Regions from separate parts of the Mus musculus genome. Here regions 1, 2, 3, 4, 5 and 7 are each linked to region 6. Evidence: chromatin contacts called from public Hi-C, HiChIP or PLAC-seq and promoter capture Hi-C data. All regions are on one chromosome and are shown on one strand. Each heading gives the region's core, a stretch centred on a gene start, on an enhancer-like site or on the middle of the called end of the contact. The rest is flanking DNA. Distances are from core to core; before and after follow the strand shown. Region 1 holds the start of A730013G03Rik (RIKEN cDNA A730013G03 gene). Region 2 overlaps Lamb3 (laminin, beta 3). Region 3 holds the start of G0s2 (G0/G1 switch gene 2). Region 4 holds the start of Hhat (hedgehog acyltransferase). Region 5 holds the start of Syt14 (synaptotagmin XIV). Region 6 holds the start of Plxna2 (plexin A2). Region 7 holds the start of Hsd11b1 (hydroxysteroid 11-beta dehydrogenase 1).

Region 1 (2,700 bases), core at 42-2,541, 1.8 Mb after region 6:
AAGGAAACGATTCCTCCCAGGAATCGTCCAGCTTGTTGAACCAGTGGGTTTCTTGGAGTAACCTTACAGGCCCATAGGTGGTTCAGGAAGACCTCTGACTAAATGTTGCACCTTGTCAACCTTCTACCTCTTGGCCACTTTGGCACACCTGGAGGCTATGTGCATCTGGGGGCCAAGGGTGACTGGAGTCTCAGATGAGGGTCTGCTGTCTTTTCCTTCCTTGTGTGGCTCCTAAGGGTGACCGAAGCCAGTGATTGAGGATGCCAGATAAAGGAAACTCTTAGCTTGCCCAGGGACACCAGGCTGGCCAGCTCCAAACTCTTGCTTCTCACAGTTTGAAAAACCAACAGCTGAAGGAAAAAAAGATCTATTTTTCCATGGCTATAATTCAAACCAGTAAGAGCCTGCAGGCAGCCTGACCTTCACTGGCTTTAGACAAGATGGCTATACACAATGAGGGTGGCATGGGTCGCTGTTGGAAATTGTCACTGAAGAATCCTAAAGCAACCCCGATCATTTGTCCATGTGAGTGTTTCTTGACATGGAAGTTGTAAGAATTCATTCACAATTCCAGTTATTATTATTATTATTACTACTACTACTACTACTATTTTTTTGTTTTGTTTTGAGACAGGGTTTCTCTGTGTAGCCCTGGCCATCCTAGAACTCACTCTGTGGACCAAGCTGGCCTCGAACTCAGAAATCCGCCTGCCTCTGCCTCCCAAGTGCTGGGATTAAAGGCGTGCGCCATCACTGCCCGGCTTACAACTCCAGTTATTATAGATCTAAGCTTAACTCAGTCATTCTAGTATCGTTTAATCTGTTCTCCCCACCAAGTGTGTAGGGGGAGGGGGGAAGGGTGCGCGCGCGCCTGCACGCGCTCGCACTGCCCATGACTGTTCTCCTATCCTGGAACTACATTCCTGCAGGCAGATTTGCTCCCCAGCTCAATACATTACCCCATCCACTCCCAGCCCATTAGCCCTGCACACCCGGAGCCAGCCAGGCATGTAGCGCTGCTGCTCCCGGCACAAAAGTCCTTCGCCTCTCCGCACCATGCAGGCGGGGACCCTGAGCCTCTTCCTCATGTTTATGCGTAATAAAAAAAAGCCCGCGTTCCCTCTGCAGCTTTATGAAGACAGTCCTTGCAGCTGTGACTGTAACTGGATTTTTTTCTTACCAGCTAAGATTATGGTCCCATAACCCAATTAGTGTCATTTGGTGGTGGTCCAAGTGCCTCTCCTGCCCGGGTTTTAATTTGGGGATCCCCGGAGGCTGCACTCCACATCTGTAGCGGGCCTGCTCCTTCTCTCCCGGTATTTACTCGAGGTTTATGGCGGGATTAGCTGTGTGGTCTGGAAGCGGCTGTCCTCTTTCATCCTCACGGGTCTGGAGCCGCCCAGAAGCCTTTTACTTTCCATCCAGCCCTGGCACCTAGAGGGCAGGCAGTCCCGGCGACTGGAAAGCATCAGAGCTCGCTCCGCAGGCCTCAGAAGCGCGGTTTCGCCGGCATGGGGGGAGGTGCTGCTCGCCCCGCAGCGTTCACTCAGCGGGACTAGCCCGCCCCATCCACATAGGGTGCACGGTCCTCCCCGCCCCCACTCACGGGCTGGCGAGGGCTGGCGGGGCTCCGGGCGCCCATTGTGCAGGCAGCTGGCACCAGCTGGGAAGGGAATTAACATAACAAAGAGCCGGAGCGAGCGCCGCGCGGCCGGGCGGGGGCTCTGCAGAGCGCCCGGGGCTGGAGGAGCGCGCGGTCGCCGGCTGTCGTGCACCGGGGCAGCAGGCCTCGCGAGGCACAGACAGTGGGTGCAGGCGTATGTCGGTGACGCCGTGTGCATGTGCGTGCATGCGGGTGCGCGCCTGCCTGGGACTGCGTCCCCAGGCCTGGGATGCTGATGCCCCTGCCTCAGTTCACCTGCAGAGGTTGGGCACTCACGCGCTCAGCATCCTAGCGTCCAGATTGGCCTTCTTTGAAACCACAGTCCTTTTAACTTTCATCGCCTGTTCTCAGCCGGGTCCACACCTCGGAACTACCAGGGGAACTTTCCCCGGGCCAGGCCTCACTCTATACTCCAGACCTTTTTGGCTTGGCCTAGGCCTCCAACAGTTGACAGAAGCGTCAGCACTGGTTCTATCTGTCCCGGGCTGGACACCCCAGGGCGCGCCCTGACCCCGACCAAGGACCAGAGCGAGAGGCCAGGGCCCTACCGGGAGCCCTCGAGTTTGAGGCTTTAGAGCTTGGCCTTCGTCTCCCCTGGCTCAGAGGGTCAAGGACACATTCCTGCTTAATGCTTCTGTTGCAAGCTTTCGACTGGACAGCCTCACCTCGCTTATTGCTAAAAGCCCATGGGAAGAAAGATGGGAAAGCTCAACTGAACTATAGGCAGACAGATGGATAGACAGATAAAAAACAAATCGCTGTGTTTAGACTACTGCCAGGCCTCCGAGGCCCCTGGAGGTCTCCTGTGGGGACTGTAAAAGGAAGTCAAGGCTCAGCAGGACCCGCAACTCGCAACTCGAAAAGCGGACAGGGCCCAGATACGCTCGGCCCCTTGCGCTCTACCTCGGTGACCCCCTCTTCGCGTGTCCCGGTCCCCTCCAAATCCCATCTTGCCATGGGGTTTGGACAAAAGGGCGAGCCCTCCATAGGCCTCTCGCAGCTGTGGCAGCTGGGTGGTCCCTGGAGGGTGAGAAGCA
Region 2 (2,700 bases), core at 187-2,686, 1.3 Mb after region 6:
CCCAATAAAGTTGCTGAGCAACAGACATTACCAGAAGCATGCTGTCTCATTCACACAGAACCAAGCAGGGCTCGTGCTGACCCTCAAGATGACCTTGGGGGAACCCATAGCACAGAGAGCACTCTGGGAAGGACCCAACTTCTCCAGCTCTCTCAGCTTAGCTGCCATGGTGATGAGAGATGTGCTACTAGCTGAAATGCCTGGGCATTTAGCGTCATCTTTTCTGGGCAAGAGAAGACTAGGGCAGGAGGCCCCCCTAGACCCTATTTGGTCCTTGGCGAGGGAGTGTGCCCTTCCCCTCACTCTGCCCCGCCTCATATGCATATTTTCCACTTCATTCTGCCTGTACTCAGCACATGTCCGGAGGAGAGACAGGGCCAGCTGCCTTCTGGCAAACGCTGTCACCAGAGCTCCCCACCCCAGGCTGGGAGCTGAGCCCATCCCTTGCTGGCCATGGCAGCACGTAACACAAGGCTCTTTCTTTCTTAGCCTAGGACATTTTACAAGGAGCCAGAGATGGTAGAAATGGCCTTGGTGCTCCGAAATGACAGTTATGTAACTATTAAAGAGTTTATAGAAACTGTGCAATTGTATGGGGAAATGATTACATTATTATGTTTTGTGGGTTAAAGGTAAGCTTAAACTCATACATACAATATGATTTCAGATATAGTTTTTAAGGAACAGACTATGTTGGGAAGAAAATATATCAATATAGTAGGGAAAACACACACACAAAATTGCCAATATTTACCTATTTCAACTGAGAAGCATATAGATCAGTTTATTATCTCTCTAACAGGATTTTAGGTGGCTTTCCCACTTTTCGTTAGTTTGTGATATGTTTAAACTTTTATATAATTGGTATTGACTTTTATATGTAGGAATATAGACAGGATTATAAATAAGATATGTTAAAGATATTCGGTGTCAGTGTGGGCTCGTTGCTCTGAGCTGTCTCAGTCATAAAGACTGCACGGGGGCCTCGAATCATCTCCACCACCCTCCCACGTGAACAAGTACTGATGAGGGATCAGATGGCTTCCTGGGCTCATACACTACGAGCTTCATGTCTGGTAACACGGCTGAAGAGGGAATTGGCTTTGCACTCAAAGGGAAGCTAAGCCCCAGCTTCAGACAGGTATTTTAAGCAGCTCTGCTGTTGACTCGCCAGCAGGATGGGCCTGAAATAGAACAGCTACAATAGGAATTCAATTGAAGACAAGTTGTGTGCCTTCCCCCTGGCCTCAGTTTCCCTTTCCGTGTAATGTGTGTATATGTTAGTGTGTGTGAGTCTCTTCTCACAGGCCCTATGTGCCCCTTTCTCTACAGCAATGGCTGTTCCCAGCAGCTGCTGACTCCCTCCCTGGGTCACGTAGCCAGCATGTTCCCTGTGCGCTATCCAAGGGATGCTGCATTCTTATCAGTCCAGCCTGCCAGGCCTCCAGCCAGTTTGGCTCCTGCTTTCTCTCCAGCTGGAGAGGCTGGACTTTCTCCTGGAGCCTTCTAGAATCTCAGCAATCTGGCTGAAAGACAACCCCTTCCAGAGAGCTAAACTAGGGCAGAGGAATGAACAAGAGCCTATGGGCCTGGATCACAGCAGAGAAGGAAGGAGCGTGCATTGGAAGGCTCTGAAGAACAGTAGGCAAGAATAGGAAAGCAAGCTCTGATTAGCCAAGATGTAGTCCCTTCAGGGATGATCTAGGGGGCTGCTTTGTTTTCATCAAAGCTATCTCCAGGGTCTTGGGCACTAGCCAAGGCCCAAAGGAGGAAACCAGGGACAAAATAAAACGAACCAAAAGCCCTGCTGTCTTGGAGGAAAAAAATCTACAAAAACTAAAAAGGAAATAAAAGTAAAGAAAACACACGTCTTCATGTCAGCTTCATAAGATACATGTGATGCTAAGTTGTCCCTGTTATGACATGGGTTAAAACTCCCTGGACCGAGCTTATCATTCCAGAAAACCACAGAAGCCTGGGTGTCAGCAGGACAAAAGAATCAAGAGGAGAAGACACTGACCAGAGGTCTGATGGGGAATCTGGCTCTCAGGAAAGGAAGAGTTGTGGGAAGCCAGAGAGGGCACCCCACAGCCCTTCCTCAACATGGGGTTGATCAGTCTCCTGAAGTCTCCCTAGAACCAGTAAAAGGCTAAAGTCAGGGCTGGAAGCAGGTACTTGGTAGGAAGAGGCTCCAGGGCAGTTAGCCATTTTCAACTTCATCTCCTTTCTCGTTCAGAGCAAACTGTTTAGACAGCTCTATTGCTGTCTAAACTAAATCGAGAAAGGCGATTTTCCAAAGCTGATTATAGAGCCCAGGTTCACCACATACCCCCAAATTACATTGCAGTACGCCTGCTCTCCTGAGCACTACCGGCATACCTTTGGCTCACCCTTCCAAGACCTCTGATGGGAACATACTACATCTTACATGGTGAGTATCCCCAGTGTACTGGTCAGGAAAGCTAGATGGATGAAGCAGAGACTCATGTACCAGGCATCTGACTCCATACTACCCTGTGCAATTCTGACTAAAGGCATACAGAGGTCATACGGCCACCACTACGCACGAGACTAAGTAGATTTTCTAAACACTGCTCTCCTCTCCTCTTCACCCAAAAAGGGCAGATCCCTCTAAAGCAAAGATGTCCCTAGTGCCAAGAGTGGGAAATCAATTCTACCCCTGACAATGGCTTTCTAAGT
Region 3 (2,700 bases), core at 58-2,557, 1.3 Mb after region 6:
CCTCTTTCCCTACTTTGTTAACTCAGGTACACCGATAGCCACAGCTAAATTATAGCCCACCCCACCCCCACCCAGGGGATCATATTTAATCTTAATCTAACCAGCTTCCAGAGAGTGTCCTCCGTCCTGGATCCCCACTCTAAGGGCACACTCTCCCAAACCTGAGAAGGGTGGCATGGAATCACTGTAAGAGGGTGAAATACTTTCATTACAGACAATTTTTTCCACGGGCCTTCTTTAAGGCTTACCGCCAATTTCACTTCTCAAGTAAACATAGAAGAGAAGGCAATTTGTGTGTGCGTGTGTGCATGTGTGTTGTGTACAAATATATATGACCCACACAGCCTAACACATACTAGGCAAGCACTCCACCACAAAACCACATCTATAACCCTCTATATTTTGATTTCTGACACAAAATCTCAGTTTATTCAGGTTATGCTCAAACTCACCATCCTCCTGCCTCTTGCTGGAATTACAGATATGTGCTTTGGGTTTAATAACTATTCCCTGTAATACAGAAATAACTATGGAAGCACCTTACTGAGGCTAATTTATTGTCCTCCCTCTCCCCCTCCCCCTCCCCTCCCCTCCCCTCCCCTCCCCCTCCCTCTCCCTCTCCATGTCTCTCTCTCTCTCTCTCTCTCTCACACACACACACACACACACACACACACACACACACCTCTATGCATTAGAAGAAACTCTCAAACCCTCAAAGAAAATCTTTCTATTAGGTAACTAGCAATGTTCCCGCTGTTCTCATGTCTTAGCAAAACCTAACAGCCAAGAAAGCAGCACTCTGGAAGAACATTCTACTCCCTGGAGGTACGGTTTTTCGATTTGGTTTGCCTGCTCACTGCAGGTTCCCTCTGTTGCCTTCCCTTCCACCCACACCCTCCCTGACTGGTGAGAGGTGACCTTTCTGAACGAAAACGAACCCCAGATTCCCTCATTAGGGTCTGTCTCTGTTCCTCCTGGACTACAGGGGAGCTTGGGCCAGGGAACAGAGCAACAGACAAGACTAGAAAGTGTGTCCTGTAAGGGAAGCACGCCACACCGTCACCTGGTGGTCTCCTCTTCAGCTGCACCCTGAAGTGGTGCCTTGGGCTTTCAGTTTTTGCAGCACCAGCGGGCTAGGGTCTCAGGGCGCACACAGCAGGGGCGTGCACTACTCGTGGTCACCTCCCTGGTCCCCCGCAGCGCCCCTCCCGTTCTTCCTTTCCACCCCTCCCCACCCCCACCCCACCCCACCCTCCCCCTCCACCACCACCCCCCGCTGCCACTCCCGCCCCGCTTCTCTTTCTGCAGTCAGGGCTCAGGCCAGTGAGCCAGGAGGCGGATCCCGGACAAAAGATATAAGGACTCTGTTCACAGAGCGCTGCAGCTGCGGAGTGTCCCTCCCAAAGAGCAGCAGCTGAGGGAAGAAGAACGCCAAAGCCAGTCTGACGCAAGGACGCCTGACCTTCTCCAGCAAGTGCTGCCTCTCTTCCCACTGCACCCTAGGTGAGCCTCCAGGCCCGGGAACCGAGGGTGGGCAAGAGACACCAGACCCCCTCCCCCAGCTGCCTTCTCCCCTGGGCTCGAGTTCCCCTAGTCAGCAGCCACCCCCTTTCTGTGTTTAGGGTTCCCTGTTCTCTGCTTCTTTCCCTCACCCGAACTCAACCCCATTCCTCTCTGCTAACTCTGCAGGCCCAGCCACCCACAGCCCAGAGCTCAGATGGAAAGTGTGCAGGAGCTGATCCCTCTGGCCAAGGAGATGATGGCGCAGAAGCCCCGAGGGAAGCTAGTGAAGCTATACGTGCTGGGCAGTGTGCTGGCGCTCTTCGGTGTGGTGCTCGGCCTAGTTGAGACGGTGTGCAGCCCTTTCACAGCCGCCAGCCGTCTGCGCGACCAAGAGGCTGCAGTGGTGGAGCTGCGGGAAGCGTGTGAACAGCAGTCCCTCCACAAGCAGGCCCTGCTGGCAGGAGGCAAGGCACAGGAGGCGACCCTGTGCAGCCGGGCCCTGTCCCTCCGGCAGCACGCCTCTTAAGGCCGGTGACTGACAGAGAAGGGAGACACAGATCATGACCCAGGTGGGCAACAGAGTCACATGCTGTTTCAAGGTGCCACCGAATCCAGAACTGACCCCACACAGATCACCTAAGGGGTCTGGGACTGATTTGCTGCTGTGCAGCACGCACTGTGATTTGCCCTAGGCTGTGCGAGCAATCAAGGAGCTATCACTTTGCATTAGAGAAGGAGACAGGCTTTTTATACAGTTATTTTTATTGTTATTATTATTATTGCAATGACTATCGTTTTGCATTTTGAAATAAAAACCTTTTATACTCTATCTCATTATTTAATTCTTGGGAGGTGAGATGACTCTCTCACCCAGAACTGTGGCTAGTCCTGCTTCATACCTGGGGCTTGAATACTGCCTGGCACAAGACAGTTCTACTCACACAAGAGTGAAACTCTAAACATGGTACAGGAGTTAGCATTTTTTGGATCACAAGATAAATCAATTTCTGACCTTGAGTGAGAGAGAGAGAGAGAGAGAGAGAACCAGTGGATTTCTAGAGCAAAGAAAAAGTTATTTGTCTTTTACTCCATTGTGCTGGAGATTCCTATGGCTGATCTCTCTGCTTAAATATTAGAGTGAGGAGGAGAGGAGACAGGGAAGGGAAGGAGAGGAGGGGAGGAGGTTGGAAGAAC
Region 4 (2,700 bases), core at 147-2,646, 1.8 Mb after region 6:
TTTGTTTAGATTGTGAAAGTTGGTTATATGGGAAACCCAAGACAAGTAAAGCCCATTGTTACATTGTTCTCTGAAAGGCAAGTTAAACAAACAGGCCGACTAGAAAGTAGTCTTGAGTGACCTCAATGTATATTATTAACTTCACCCGAGAAGCCCAGCAAAGCTTCCAGTCTCTTAGAATATAAGATAATTTTGTCAAAATACACTCCCACACTCAAGTCTCTTGTCTACGTGCAACTGGATTCTGATGTTTCCATCAACTGTTTTAAATCCACGTGTACTAAGAAGTACCACTTGGAATATTCCCCGCCGGCACGTTCTTCAGCTCATTGCTTAGTCTTGCTTTGGGCTTTGGTATTGTGGGTGTTCTGCATGTGAGGCAAGGCTCCACCACTGAGCTGTGTCTCCTCTGCCAATGCTTACTTTTACATTTTGAGACAGTTTGTCAAAATCACTCTGTAGCCCTGGTTTTGAACTTCGGATCCTCCTGTCTTGGCTGTATAGCTGGGTCACAAGCCTGGAGTATTTTCTCTTACACAGATGTTTCTGATTTACATTAGCCAAACCTGACTTTATTTTATGTCTTCAAATGAGCACTGTGCACATGTAGAAAAGAGTTAGACTTAAATGGCATTGAACCCACAGTAACAGGCCATTTAGAACCTGACACAGAAGAGGACCACCTCTTCTGACTGTCCCAGAGCAGAGCTAACACTTTGGCACCTTCTGGGCCAAACCCTGGGCTTTATTACAGTGACCAGACTTGTCAGGTACCAAGGCACACTGTTATTACAAATATACAAGACATATATGTTGTATGCATGTTGGGTGCTCTCCTGAAGAGGCCAGAGCAAGGCTTCCACATCTTCCTCTTGCCTCACCTCATTTTTGTGGTGCAGGGTCTGCATTAGCCTCTAATTGGAGGCTTCCTGTTTAGACTAAGGCAGCTGGTCAGGATCTAGGGGTTCGATAGAGTCTCTACCTTCAATGACGGGGCTACAGGCACACCAGCCATGCCTGGCTCTTTACTTCAGTGTGGGGATTAAACTCAGATCCTAACACTTGCATAGCAAACCCTTACTCACTGAGCCACATCTCTCCAACCCCCAGGAACTGTTAGAAAGTATATTACGTCTTCCAAACAACAAAGGCCATATGATACCAAGAAAGTATTAACTTGGCACCCTGTGTTTTTATTTTGGGCAACCTGGCACTCCTGGTCCGGCTGTTTTAGTTGGTGCTGGGGAAGGTGGAAGTGAAGATGATTTTAAAGTCGGTTTTGCAGAGATTTCTCCAGCTCTATTTAGTCTGCCCTTCACTGGTCTAAGTCATCTTCCTGTAGCAGGGCAGGCCGTACACACCCCCGCCCCAGACTCATTCCTTTGGGGACCGGAAGAATCCTGGAGCCTGAGGTTCTGGTGGGACCCTGTGTAATGATTCGGCTCCAGTAAATGTACAGAGCCCTGGCCAATCCTGCGTTCGGGAACCCGGGCACAACATCTCAGGCCAGGCGCTCACCCCCGCGGCCTCTGACCCGCGCTGTGCTCGCGAGTCCCTCCCGGGCCGCGGCTCAGCGCGGCGGGGTGCAGGGACGCCTTCTCTCCCGCTCGCCCAGCTCTGCACACTGCGATCCAGGTGATTTCGCCCGCGCGAGACAGACAGGGGAAAAGCCGTGCATCGGGGGCGCGCGTGGAGAGCAGGAGGGGGCGTGGGTGGTGAGGCCCCGCAGGGTCAGAGGGCGCGCGGGGGCTGGCGGCGGGCGCGCGTGGAGCTGGCGGCCGTGCAGGGGCCTGTGGTTGCAAAGGCTGCCACGACTTAACCTGCGCGGAGACAGGGGGCTGGCTGGGGTGCCGCAGCAGGTCGTGGGAGGCTCGCCGCTGACGTGGGGGAGAAACGCAATAGCGTTTCCGCTTCCCGTGTCCGTGTCCGCGTGCTGGAGGGCGGCGACACAAAGGCACGGAGTCCCGGGAACCGAGAACCCTGCTGCTCCCTGCAGGAAGGGCGCCTACAGGCCCTCCCCACGCCCCCACCCGGCCCAGCTCAGAGATTTCTGTTTTCTTCGTGGTGTGTGTGTGTGTGTGTGTGTGTTGAAATTGGGCCAACAAACCCGTGCAGCAAATGTTTAACCACCGAGCCCCAGTTCTCAGTTTAAAGATCTCTTTCGCTTTCCAGAAACTCTCTGGACTTAGTTTCCCTCATCTGTTCAGTGGCAAGACTGGGAGACACCAGTTTTTATGCAGGCTCTCCTCCCCCAGATTCAACAGCTATTGGCCGCTTTTAGATCAGGGCCTTCTACGTGTGGGGACTGACAGCGTTATGCAGTGTGTCTGCTCCGTTCAGTGTGGTGTTCTATTATGTAGAGCTGAGCATCTGCTCCAGTGCCACAGGACGCGGCTCAGGGAAAGCTTTGAAGGGCTGTGCGCTTTCACTCAGGGTCTAGAAGTCCATTCTTTCTGGCTTCTATTCTTCATGTTCCGACTTCCCTGTGATTTCTCTCCCCGTAGGATGGTTTATGTGCTGGCTAAGGACAGTTCTGATGGATGTGTTGTTTTGACAGCACCCCAGAAAGACAAGCTGTGTTCTCCAAGACCCTTCAAGGCCACCAGCACCAATGAATTGTCTATGCTAGGGGCTGGGGTTTGGAGCCTTCTTTGGGGACAAAGGCTTTACCTGGTTTTTACTTGGCTTTCTCTTGGAGAG
Region 5 (2,700 bases), core at 109-2,608, 1.6 Mb after region 6:
CACTTTATCAACTGATCCATCTCCTCTACCCCTGCAGCCAGTTCTCTATATGATGCCTAGATCAACAGATATTCACTGGACTAGTCAAAACATTAAAGAACAGGGTCAGGGAAAAGTCTCAGAAGGTAAAGATGTTTGCTACCAAGCCTGGCTGACAACCTGATTTTGATCCCTGGAGGTCATATGGTGATGAGAACAAACTTCTGCAAACTGTCTTTTAACCTTCACACGAAGGTCCTGCCCCAATAAATAAGCAAATGTAGAAAAAAAATGTTAAAGAATCGATGCCTATTGAGCATCAATCGACTGAGGGAGAAGTTATATAAAAGCAATGAAAGGCAGTTTCTGCTCTAGATTACAGTCCAACCTCACATAATAAGTGGAAAATATTTTCTTCTTTGTTTCTGTCCTTAATATAGCCACCTGTTCTAGGAGTGACCATCTTCTCCACAAGGAAGAATCACTAATCCCCTATCCTTCTAGGCTCCTCCATCCGGCCTTTAAAGTACCCAAACGAAGCGGGATAAACAGTGGAGAGGGGCTGATTAGGTAGCTAGTTTGCTCGGGGTTGGCTTTTGGGTGTTCACATGCTCAAGGGCTTGCAAACTTAAAAATGGGTACATGACATGCATTTCAGGCCCTTTGTCAAGACGTCTGTGCAACACCTACAATTGTGTGGCTTCAAATGTGTGCTTGCAATGCATAGACAAATGGGGAACTCGTTCCTCCAAGGAGGCATCAGGCTCCTGTGGAGTTGGGTCACATTAGAAATGAGGCTGAAGAGAGAGAGGGAAGGAGGGAGAGACAGAGACTATCCTCACGATCCCTCTTTCTGGTTTGCTGTGCCACGAAGCTGTCTCTACTGGCTGGCTGAAATCTGAGGTGAGTGTTCAGGCAAACCAAACCAAACTGAATAGATCTTCGCTGAGAGGGAATCTGGCACCTCCTGGGTGCGGAGACCTGTCCGTGGTCCTGACCGCTTGTCCAGCCGCTCTGGAAGCCTGGTGAAGGCTGGCTGCTGAGGCTGCTCTCTGCTCTGTCTGCACCTGTTGGGAACGCCCGCCTGAGACCCTGCACTGGCTGGGGGAGAGGGGGTTGGGGGAGGTGAGGGCGTGGCCAGCAAGAGGCGGGCGTGGCGGGTCAGGGTGGTAGGCGGGGTTGTGGATATTTCGGGGGCGGGGCCTGGGAAGGTAGATGGGAATGGGTTAAGTCGAGGTTGTGGGCCAAACTATAGTTGTTGCGAGGGGCGGGGCCTAGAGGGGCCGGGGGCGGGGCGGTGTCACGTGCCGACGGTGCGCGACCGTGGAAGGTTCCGCTTCCTGCGCCGCCTGCTCCGGAGCTTCGACCCCACCCCGCCGCCCCGCCCCAGCTCCTGGAGGCCCAGCTGCCTGGCCCCGGGGCGTTCCCGCCCCTCTGGCCCGAGGCCTAAGAAGAGCAAGCTCCAGCACTTACCCCCGCTCTCCCTGCGTGGTTGGTGCGGTCCATGGCGAGCGCATCATGGCGATCGAAGGTAAGTGGAAGGCAAGCGATGCGCGGAGAAGACGCCCCGCGAGCGAGCGCAGGGCCCAGGAGGCCGAGGTGCGGGTTGCGGGTCCGGACTGTAAGGGAAGCTAATGCGGGACACCGGCCTAGGCGCGGCGTGCGGCCCTCGCGAGCACTGGCCTACACACTTTGGGCGCTGAGGTACCGAGTGAGATGCTCAGGCACTAAGGCTCTGAAGTACTGAGTGAGATGCTCAGGTACTAAGGCTCTGAAGTACTGAGTGAGATGCTCAGGTACTAAGGCGCTGAGGTACTTAGACGCCAACTCGCTCAGTCTCTGAGGTGATAATGAGGCGCTGAGGTTCTGAGGCACAGAGGAGACTTAGGTACTTAGACACTGAGGTGCTGAGTCTCTGAGGTAAATGAGGCGCTGAGGTTCTGAGGCACTGAGGAGACTCAGTTACTAAGGCGCTGAGGTACTGAGTGAGATGCTCAGGTACTAGGGCGCTGAGATACCGAGATGCTGAGGTGAATGAGGCTCTGAGGTATTGAGAAGCGCCGTGCTGTTCGGCAGCGGGAGGCTGCCCTTGTGGGATCCGCTCATCCTGCTGCTCCTGTCGGGCTTTCTGGGCCGATGATAACCACGCTGTCCCCTTCGGTTGACGGGTATAGGGGGGCCAGGACATCTTCGTGAGGTCAACCCTCTTATCTGACCCTCACAATTGCTTTTTTCCGGGGAGAGGCAAATGCCTATTTATGACAAACGCACCCAGAAGATTGGCAACAGAAATGTTTCACAAGTAGCTTGATTCGAATTGGGTAAGGTAAGTGGTACCGATGTGTATTTTCCTCTTATTCTGAGAGCATGGAGTTGGAGTGGAGTGGAATTTGCCTTGCTTTTAAGGAGCATATTGTGCAGTTAGTATCACACAGGTGTGATGCTTACAGCATCTTGTTTTCCATTTTAGATGAGCTCAGTACAAAAAAAAGGATTTCCAAAACTTCCCTGCGTGACCTGTACAGAGTACCTGTAGCTGAATCATTACTTGCCTACATTTAATGTGTTCCCCCTCGCACAGTAATTCCCTTAGGTGACTGGTCTCTGTTAGTATACACGCCTGGGGGCTTCTTTAGGATCCAGCCACCAAACTCCAGAATTAACTCAGCTGTGTGTTTCATGTTTACTTCAATTTAGAGATTAAGTACGGGACACATTGAC
Region 6 (2,700 bases), core at 126-2,625:
CTAGGGCAAGGGTCATGTTAAACAGGTGGGCATTTTTGAGGGCCCTAGGAATGACATTTTCAGCTTTTGACATACAGCTCAAGATGAACATTTACGAAGACTACCTATGAGTAAAAGAAACTGGAATTTTCTAAGATCCTATCACTTCGTGAGGTAGGGCAAAAAAGAGTACATGGAGGGAAATGAGCTTTAAGGAGCCTCTTGGACTCTGGACAAACTCCCACTTCAACCAGCACCACTGTTGCTCAAACCAAGGGGGCTGGCCCCAGCTGGGCACTATGCCATGGGGGATGGGGACAGGAACACTTAACTACAGTGCTTCCAAACCGTTCTCACAGATTCCCGGAACGCACGCAAAGGATGCCTTCTCCTTCCCGGTGATTCCCAGTCTACTGAACCACTGGAACAGCCAGCGGCCACCCGGGACTACACTGCCTGGTGAACGCCCCCCAACCGGCCTCCGGCCATAGTCGCTCCAGGCTATCTTGCTAGTGCCACGGAGGCCCTCTCTGGGCTCCAACCCTGGGACGACCTCGTCGCTCAGGCGCTCCCCAGAGCTGCAGACAGCCGGCAGGTGCGCGCTATAAGCGCGCCACGGAGCGCCGGAACCACCAGAGCCGCTGGAGTCTATGGCCCGGAAGCCTGGACAGGAGACTGCAGCTGCGAAAGTGGCGGATCACGCGCGTATACTCGCCGCCACAACCAAGCCGGGGCCGGGGCCGGGACCCCAAGGGGACCTGAGGAGGCTGCGCCGGAGGAACCGCCGCGGGAGCGCGCTCGGGGAAAGGGCGGAGGGCGCTGCTTACCCAGCTCGGCAGTGTCTGTCTGTCCCTGCGTCCCCTCTTCGTCCGCTCAACTGGCGGTTGCCCAGGGCAGCGTGCGCCCAGTCCTGCCTGACGGGAGTCACACTGGCAGCCAGTTCCACATGTAACCCAGGATCATTAAAATCCTCGGCCCGCGCCGGCCGCTTGCCTGTATTCCTGGGGTGGCCCCCGAATGGTTCCTCGCGTCTTCGTCCCAGTCGCTTGTGCGCAGGGACCCGGTTGTGAAGGGGCGTGGGGTCCCGCAGGGTCCCTCCGGGGCGGCTCAAAGCCGGGTGTCTTCAGTTTTCTCCAGCACGACTTTCCGGGCTGCTCTGACATCAGCGATCCCGCGCTTCCTTCCCTTCTGCTCCTGGCTTGCTCGGCCCTATTTCCTCCAGGAACCGCTGCCAGCTCTGTCTGCGACCGGGCCCATAAGCTCCCCGCGGCTCCACGGCTCACGGGTCCACCAGATCTGATCGCTCGTCTTCAGCTGAAGGATCCCAGCAGCTGCTCCAGCCGCCCCCACTCGGCTCTGCGCGGACAGTGCTGCGCGCAGCGCGGCTCAGCTCAGCTCCGGTGGCGGCGCCCTCAGCCGGCCTCCTATATTACCGCTCAGCTCATTATCATAGAGGCCGCGTTAACCCCCTCCCCGCCCACGCGCCCCGCCCGCGCAGACCGAATACCCTAGCTGGTCCACCCAAGAACCCGGCAGAGCTACGGCTCTGCAGGCGTTCTGCTCGCTCAGTTTGGACCACCAGACACTGTCAGTAGTCAAGGGCCCAGAAAGGTTGTACCAGGGTCTAGGGACTCATGTCTTGGGGCCTGGTAAGCCAGCTGGCTAGGCTTCGGGAGGGGATCAGAGTGATGAGAGCACCCCATCCCCTCGCGTGGCGTCACCTGTCACCAAGCAAAGCCTCCCCTCCTTTCTCTTCACCTGTGAGCTAGGGGTGAGTGTGGAGGGACATATATTACTGATGGGCTTGAGATGGGGTGTCGGATTTCGGAACAGCAAATTTCTCTACCCTACAAATTCTAGAAAGCCAACGAGCTGTCAAAAGAGGTTTGAAGTTGTTGATAATTATTTCTACATTTTAAAGAGGAGTCTGGCTTTGCATCTCCGGTTTCCTGTTCCATTGGAAAAGGAGGTAGGGGCTGACTCGGGTGGGTGCTGTGGAAACCATAGTACCAGGAGCGTTTGCATTATCCAGACCCGCGAGCCCGCCTCGTACTGGAGGCAGAGGGTAATGGCTAGAAGATTAAGACAACTTTAATATCCCCAGAAAAGAGGATTTTTCAGTCCTGGTTGCTTCCGCGCTCACGGGTCTTGATTCCTTGGTTCGTAGTCTGTGAATCTGCAACTGCGGCTACGGCTTTCCCGCGAGGGCCTGTGCAAGCTATACCCCTGCAAGGTCTCAGGGTCTTCGAATTCCCCGATGGAGATTGAACACACCGAGTTTACTCAACACATCAAAGTGTCTGACAAATGTCCCCTACTGCCCTCTTGTGGCCATACTCTTCACCGGTATAAAAAGAAAGAGGGATGTGGGATGCTTCTGAAAGCATATAAAAACAGTTGACTGAATTCTCAGTAGGAGAGAGAGAGAGAGAGAGAGAGAGAGAGAGAGAGAGAGAGAGAGAGGAAGAAGAAGAAGAAGAAGAAGAAAGAGGAGGAGGAGGAGAAGAGAAGAGAAGAGAAGAGAAGAGAAGAGAAGAGAAGAGAAGAGAAGAGAAGAGAAGAGAAGAGAAGATCACTTTCATCAACTATATTAGAGACACGGGATTTTGGGATGTAGAGTTGGCTGTTTGGTAGTTTGGTTGGTTTGGTTTTCTTCACTATGTATCTCTGGCTGTCCTGGAACTCCTTACTACAAACCATAGTGGCTAAGACCTCACAAAA
Region 7 (2,700 bases), core at 95-2,594, 1.4 Mb after region 6:
TCTACATGCTCTGCAGTTACTCACAGTTCAGGATTGGCTTTGTTCTGGGTGATTTTCATGACACGGGTGGCAAGTTTTAAGCTGAAAAACTTAACTGTGGTGTGTCTTTAACTCTTTGAGGATTATTCTTTAATAAAATCTTGCTACACATAAAAGAAGGTGATTATTTCTGCCTTGTCATAACGACACATTTTTAATTGCTAGAGTGTCTCTTGTCTTGATGCTCCTGTTGGATCGTTTTTTACCTGGGACTTGGATGCTCTATGCTAGTTTTACTTCAAGTACATCCCTTGGAACTTTATGGCAACAGGTATGGAATCCCAACTCTTTGGGAGGCTGAGGCAGGAGGATCGCAAGTCTGAGGCTACAGAGCAAGTTCCAGGCAAGCCTGATCAACTTAACTGAGACCCAGACTCAAAGTAGAGGTCAAAAGGTTAGCACTGCAGCTTATGAGCGAGCAGTGTGGCTATAGCCAAAGATGGTCTAGATCTTCTAGTCTGGCCTCCTTTTCTCAGCATCCTCTTCTGTTCCTCGCTGCTCCACAGCATTTGCATAACCCAGTTTAACAACCTGCTGCCTTTCTTCCCGTTTTGGGGCCCATTGTTCCTTCTTCATTCTCTGTTAAAGTAATAAGGGTGAGCTCCCTTGCACTTGCCTGAGAGTCTTGAACTGAGCTTGGGTTTCCCGCCATCTGGGTCTGGCTGGGTTGCAACTTCTCTTTGATGTTGTAATGCTTTTTCATTGAACTGGAGTGTGGGGCTTATATGGCTTGTTTGCTTTATTCTTTTTTCTCCTAAGACATGCACATTTTTTTTCCCTTGAGCTTATTTTGCTGTTTTGTGTTCTTATTTTTAATTGCTTCTGACTGGGGAGTGGGGCCAAGGGTGAGATTTGGCTTGAGTTTAGCTCTATTTGATATCATTCATATTTCCCCAAAGCCCCACATGCTCAGGGGTTCTTAGGTGCTGTTTCTCTCTGTGTGTATCTCTGTCTCTGTCTCTCTTTCTCTCCCTCCCTCCCTCTCTTTCTCCCTTCCTCCTTCCCTCCCTTGCTCTGCCCTCTCCCCCTCCCTCCCTGACAAGCCATTCTTGCAAGGCCATTCTGCCGTGTGCAAAGGATGTCGCAGTAGGAGATGCTCAGGAACCCAGCCCTGCACAGTCATGAGCCTGGCCATCTGGAAGTTGCCTCTTACTCAATGAAATGGAGTAAACATTGTCCATTATGAAATCCACCACGCAGGCTGCCAGGGACGAATGGGATCCCACCCAAAGCCAATCGTTGCTCTGACAGGGAAGTTGGCTAGTGCTGCCTGAGACTACTCCAGCCTCCCCCGTCCCTGATGTCACAATTCAGAGGCTGCTGCCTGCCTGGGAGGTTGTAGAAAGCTCTGCAGGTTTTCTTCGTGTGTCCTACAGGGCGCCCTGAGCCAGGTCCCTGTTTGATGGCAGTTATGAAAAATTACCTCCTCCCGATCCTGGTGCTCTTCCTGGCCTACTACTACTATTCTACAAATGAAGAGTTCAGACCAGGTGAGTACCACTGTGTCTCATTTGGAGAAACAGGCTTAAAACACAGAGGTGCTGGAATGTTCCTAAAGTTCTAGCTGTGTTCTTGATCCCTACATCACTGATTCAAACCCTAATGTTGAATCTGTAACCCTGTATCCTCCAGCCACAGACTGTGGGCAGGAGAGGACTGGGAGGGGGTGAGCCTTACAGCCAAGGAGGTCATGCTTTGCTGGACCTACAGCATGGAAAGTGATGTCAGATCTACAGAAGGGAAGGTAGTACCCAGACACAGGGCTCATCCAGATAGCTGTGTTCCATGGAGATACTGATAGCCGAGAATCAAAAAAAAAAAAAAAAAGGGTTATGAAGTTGATGACTAAGTAGATGGGCTGAAATCTCTGTGAACACATTTTGTGATGCTCTTTTAAATTCCCTTTCAAGTTAGCAAAATTAGATTATGACAAAAGGGTTGAACTTGGGTACTTTCACCAAACTCTGACCTCTCTGGCCTTGTCTCTATGATCTCTGCGTGTGGAGATTTTTAGAAATGATAGCAGGATGGCTCGGCTCTGGACATCCAGGCCAAACCCATGTTTGAGAGCCTGTTTATGAATAACCGCAAGTGCAGCTTCAGTGGTTACAGCATGAGATAAAATGATCTGGGCTCACAACCTCTAAGTATGGAAAGCAAGACAAGGCTTTGGGGACACTCACGGCTTCTGTGGTTCCCCAGAAATGCTCCAGGGAAAGAAAGTGATTGTCACTGGGGCCAGCAAAGGGATTGGAAGAGAAATGGCATATCATCTGTCAAAAATGGGAGCCCATGTGGTATTGACTGCCAGGTCGGAGGAAGGTCTCCAGAAGGTGAGTGTTCTGTGTCCCCCTTATAGTCTCACACTTAATGTACAAAGTCTTGCCCCCCCACCCAATACACACACACACACACACACACACACACACACACACTTGCATGTGTTTGGTGTTGGTAGCCACAGAGTTCTTTGACTGTGTATGTTCATAGTTGTACCTGTTCATACACATTGCCCTTGTGCAGATACATGTATTCAGAGACTGGGGTTCCTGTATCTGCTCATGCATTTATTTATGTTGGCATGCCCCATAGTCTCACAAGTTTGAGAGCCCTAGGTCATACAACACTCAAACTCCGATCTACCCACATAGAAACAAGCAC

What was found. Promoter capture Hi-C pulls out the DNA fragments that hold promoters and counts their contacts. A called contact is a pair of places that touch in the nucleus more often than the background predicts. HiChIP or PLAC-seq counts read pairs in DNA pulled down with a chosen protein or histone mark.
Region 1: a promoter capture Hi-C map of hippocampal neurons shows a contact between it and region 6, with 2.8 times the contacts expected there. The contact joins the promoter of A730013G03Rik here to the promoter of Plxna2 in region 6. A contact is called at or near these places in 2 of 39 promoter capture datasets (the 3T3-L1 cell line and hippocampal neurons).
Region 2: a contact with region 6 is called in a promoter capture Hi-C map of hippocampal neurons, with 7 times the contacts expected there. The contact joins the enhancer-like site here to the promoter of Plxna2 in region 6. A contact is called at or near these places in 3 of 39 promoter capture datasets (the 3T3-L1 cell line and hippocampal neurons), 2 of 484 Hi-C or Micro-C datasets (the HL-1 cell line and cortical neurons) and 6 of 115 datasets of contacts at active chromatin or transcription factors (astrocytes, embryonic forebrain, embryonic stem cells and 3 more).
Region 3: an H3K27ac HiChIP or PLAC-seq map of SST interneurons shows a contact between it and region 6, with 4 times the contacts expected there. The contact joins the promoter of G0s2 here to the promoter of Plxna2 in region 6. A contact is called at or near these places in 3 of 39 promoter capture datasets (the 3T3-L1 cell line, embryonic stem cells and hippocampal neurons) and 5 of 115 datasets of contacts at active chromatin or transcription factors (SST interneurons, astrocytes, embryonic forebrain and 2 more).
Region 4: a contact with region 6 is called in a promoter capture Hi-C map of stem cell-derived epiblast-like cells, with 2.5 times the contacts expected there. The contact joins the promoter of Hhat here to the promoter of Plxna2 in region 6. A contact is called at or near these places in 2 of 39 promoter capture datasets (the 3T3-L1 cell line and stem cell-derived epiblast-like cells).
Region 5: an H3K27ac HiChIP or PLAC-seq map of embryonic stem cells shows a contact between it and region 6, with 7 times the contacts expected there. The contact joins the promoter of Syt14 here to the promoter of Plxna2 in region 6. A contact is called at or near these places in 1 of 39 promoter capture datasets (hippocampal neurons) and 1 of 115 datasets of contacts at active chromatin or transcription factors (embryonic stem cells).
Region 7: a Hi-C map of cerebellum shows a contact between it and region 6, with 1.9 times the contacts expected there. The contact joins the promoter of Hsd11b1 here to the promoter of Plxna2 in region 6. A contact is called at or near these places in 2 of 39 promoter capture datasets (hippocampal neurons and stem cell-derived epiblast-like cells), 1 of 484 Hi-C or Micro-C datasets (cerebellum) and 4 of 115 datasets of contacts at active chromatin or transcription factors (astrocytes, embryonic hindbrain, embryonic midbrain and 1 more).

Annotation. Positions count from the first base shown.
Region 1 is chr1:192,833,804-192,836,503 of GRCm38.p6, reverse strand. It overlaps A730013G03Rik (RIKEN cDNA A730013G03 gene), which reads left to right and starts at 1,291. Exons shown (of 1, transcript NR_155503.1): 1 at 1,291-2,700.
Region 2 is chr1:193,314,922-193,317,621 of GRCm38.p6, reverse strand. All of the region lies in intron 3 of Lamb3 (laminin, beta 3), which reads right to left. Among named protein-coding and RNA genes, the nearest start is that of Lamb3, 14 kb to the right of the region's middle. Within about 2 kb of position 1,436, at least 95 of the 459 cell types and tissues checked have an H3K27ac peak or open chromatin away from gene starts, as enhancers often do. A contact at or near this core is called in astrocytes, cortical neurons, hippocampal neurons and 1 more, where this site is marked.
Region 3 is chr1:193,271,795-193,274,494 of GRCm38.p6, reverse strand. It overlaps G0s2 (G0/G1 switch gene 2), which reads left to right and starts at 1,307. Exons shown (of 2, transcript NM_008059.3): 1 at 1,307-1,506; 2 at 1,693-2,335. The coding sequence starts at 1,721. The coding sequence ends at 2,032.
Region 4 is chr1:192,769,915-192,772,614 of GRCm38.p6, reverse strand. It overlaps Hhat (hedgehog acyltransferase), which reads left to right and starts at 1,396. Exons shown (of 12, transcript NM_144881.4): 1 at 1,396-1,635.
Region 5 is chr1:193,034,433-193,037,132 of GRCm38.p6, reverse strand. It overlaps Syt14 (synaptotagmin XIV), which reads left to right and starts at 1,358. Exons shown (of 8, transcript NM_181546.3): 1 at 1,358-1,510. The coding sequence starts at 1,498.
Region 6 is chr1:194,618,504-194,621,203 of GRCm38.p6, reverse strand. Plxna2 (plexin A2) reads right to left here and starts at 1,375. Exons shown (of 32, transcript NM_008882.2): 1 at 807-1,375.
Region 7 is chr1:193,241,004-193,243,703 of GRCm38.p6, reverse strand. It overlaps Hsd11b1 (hydroxysteroid 11-beta dehydrogenase 1), which reads left to right and starts at 1,344. Exons shown (of 6, transcript NM_001044751.1): 1 at 1,344-1,529; 2 at 2,242-2,372. The coding sequence starts at 1,442.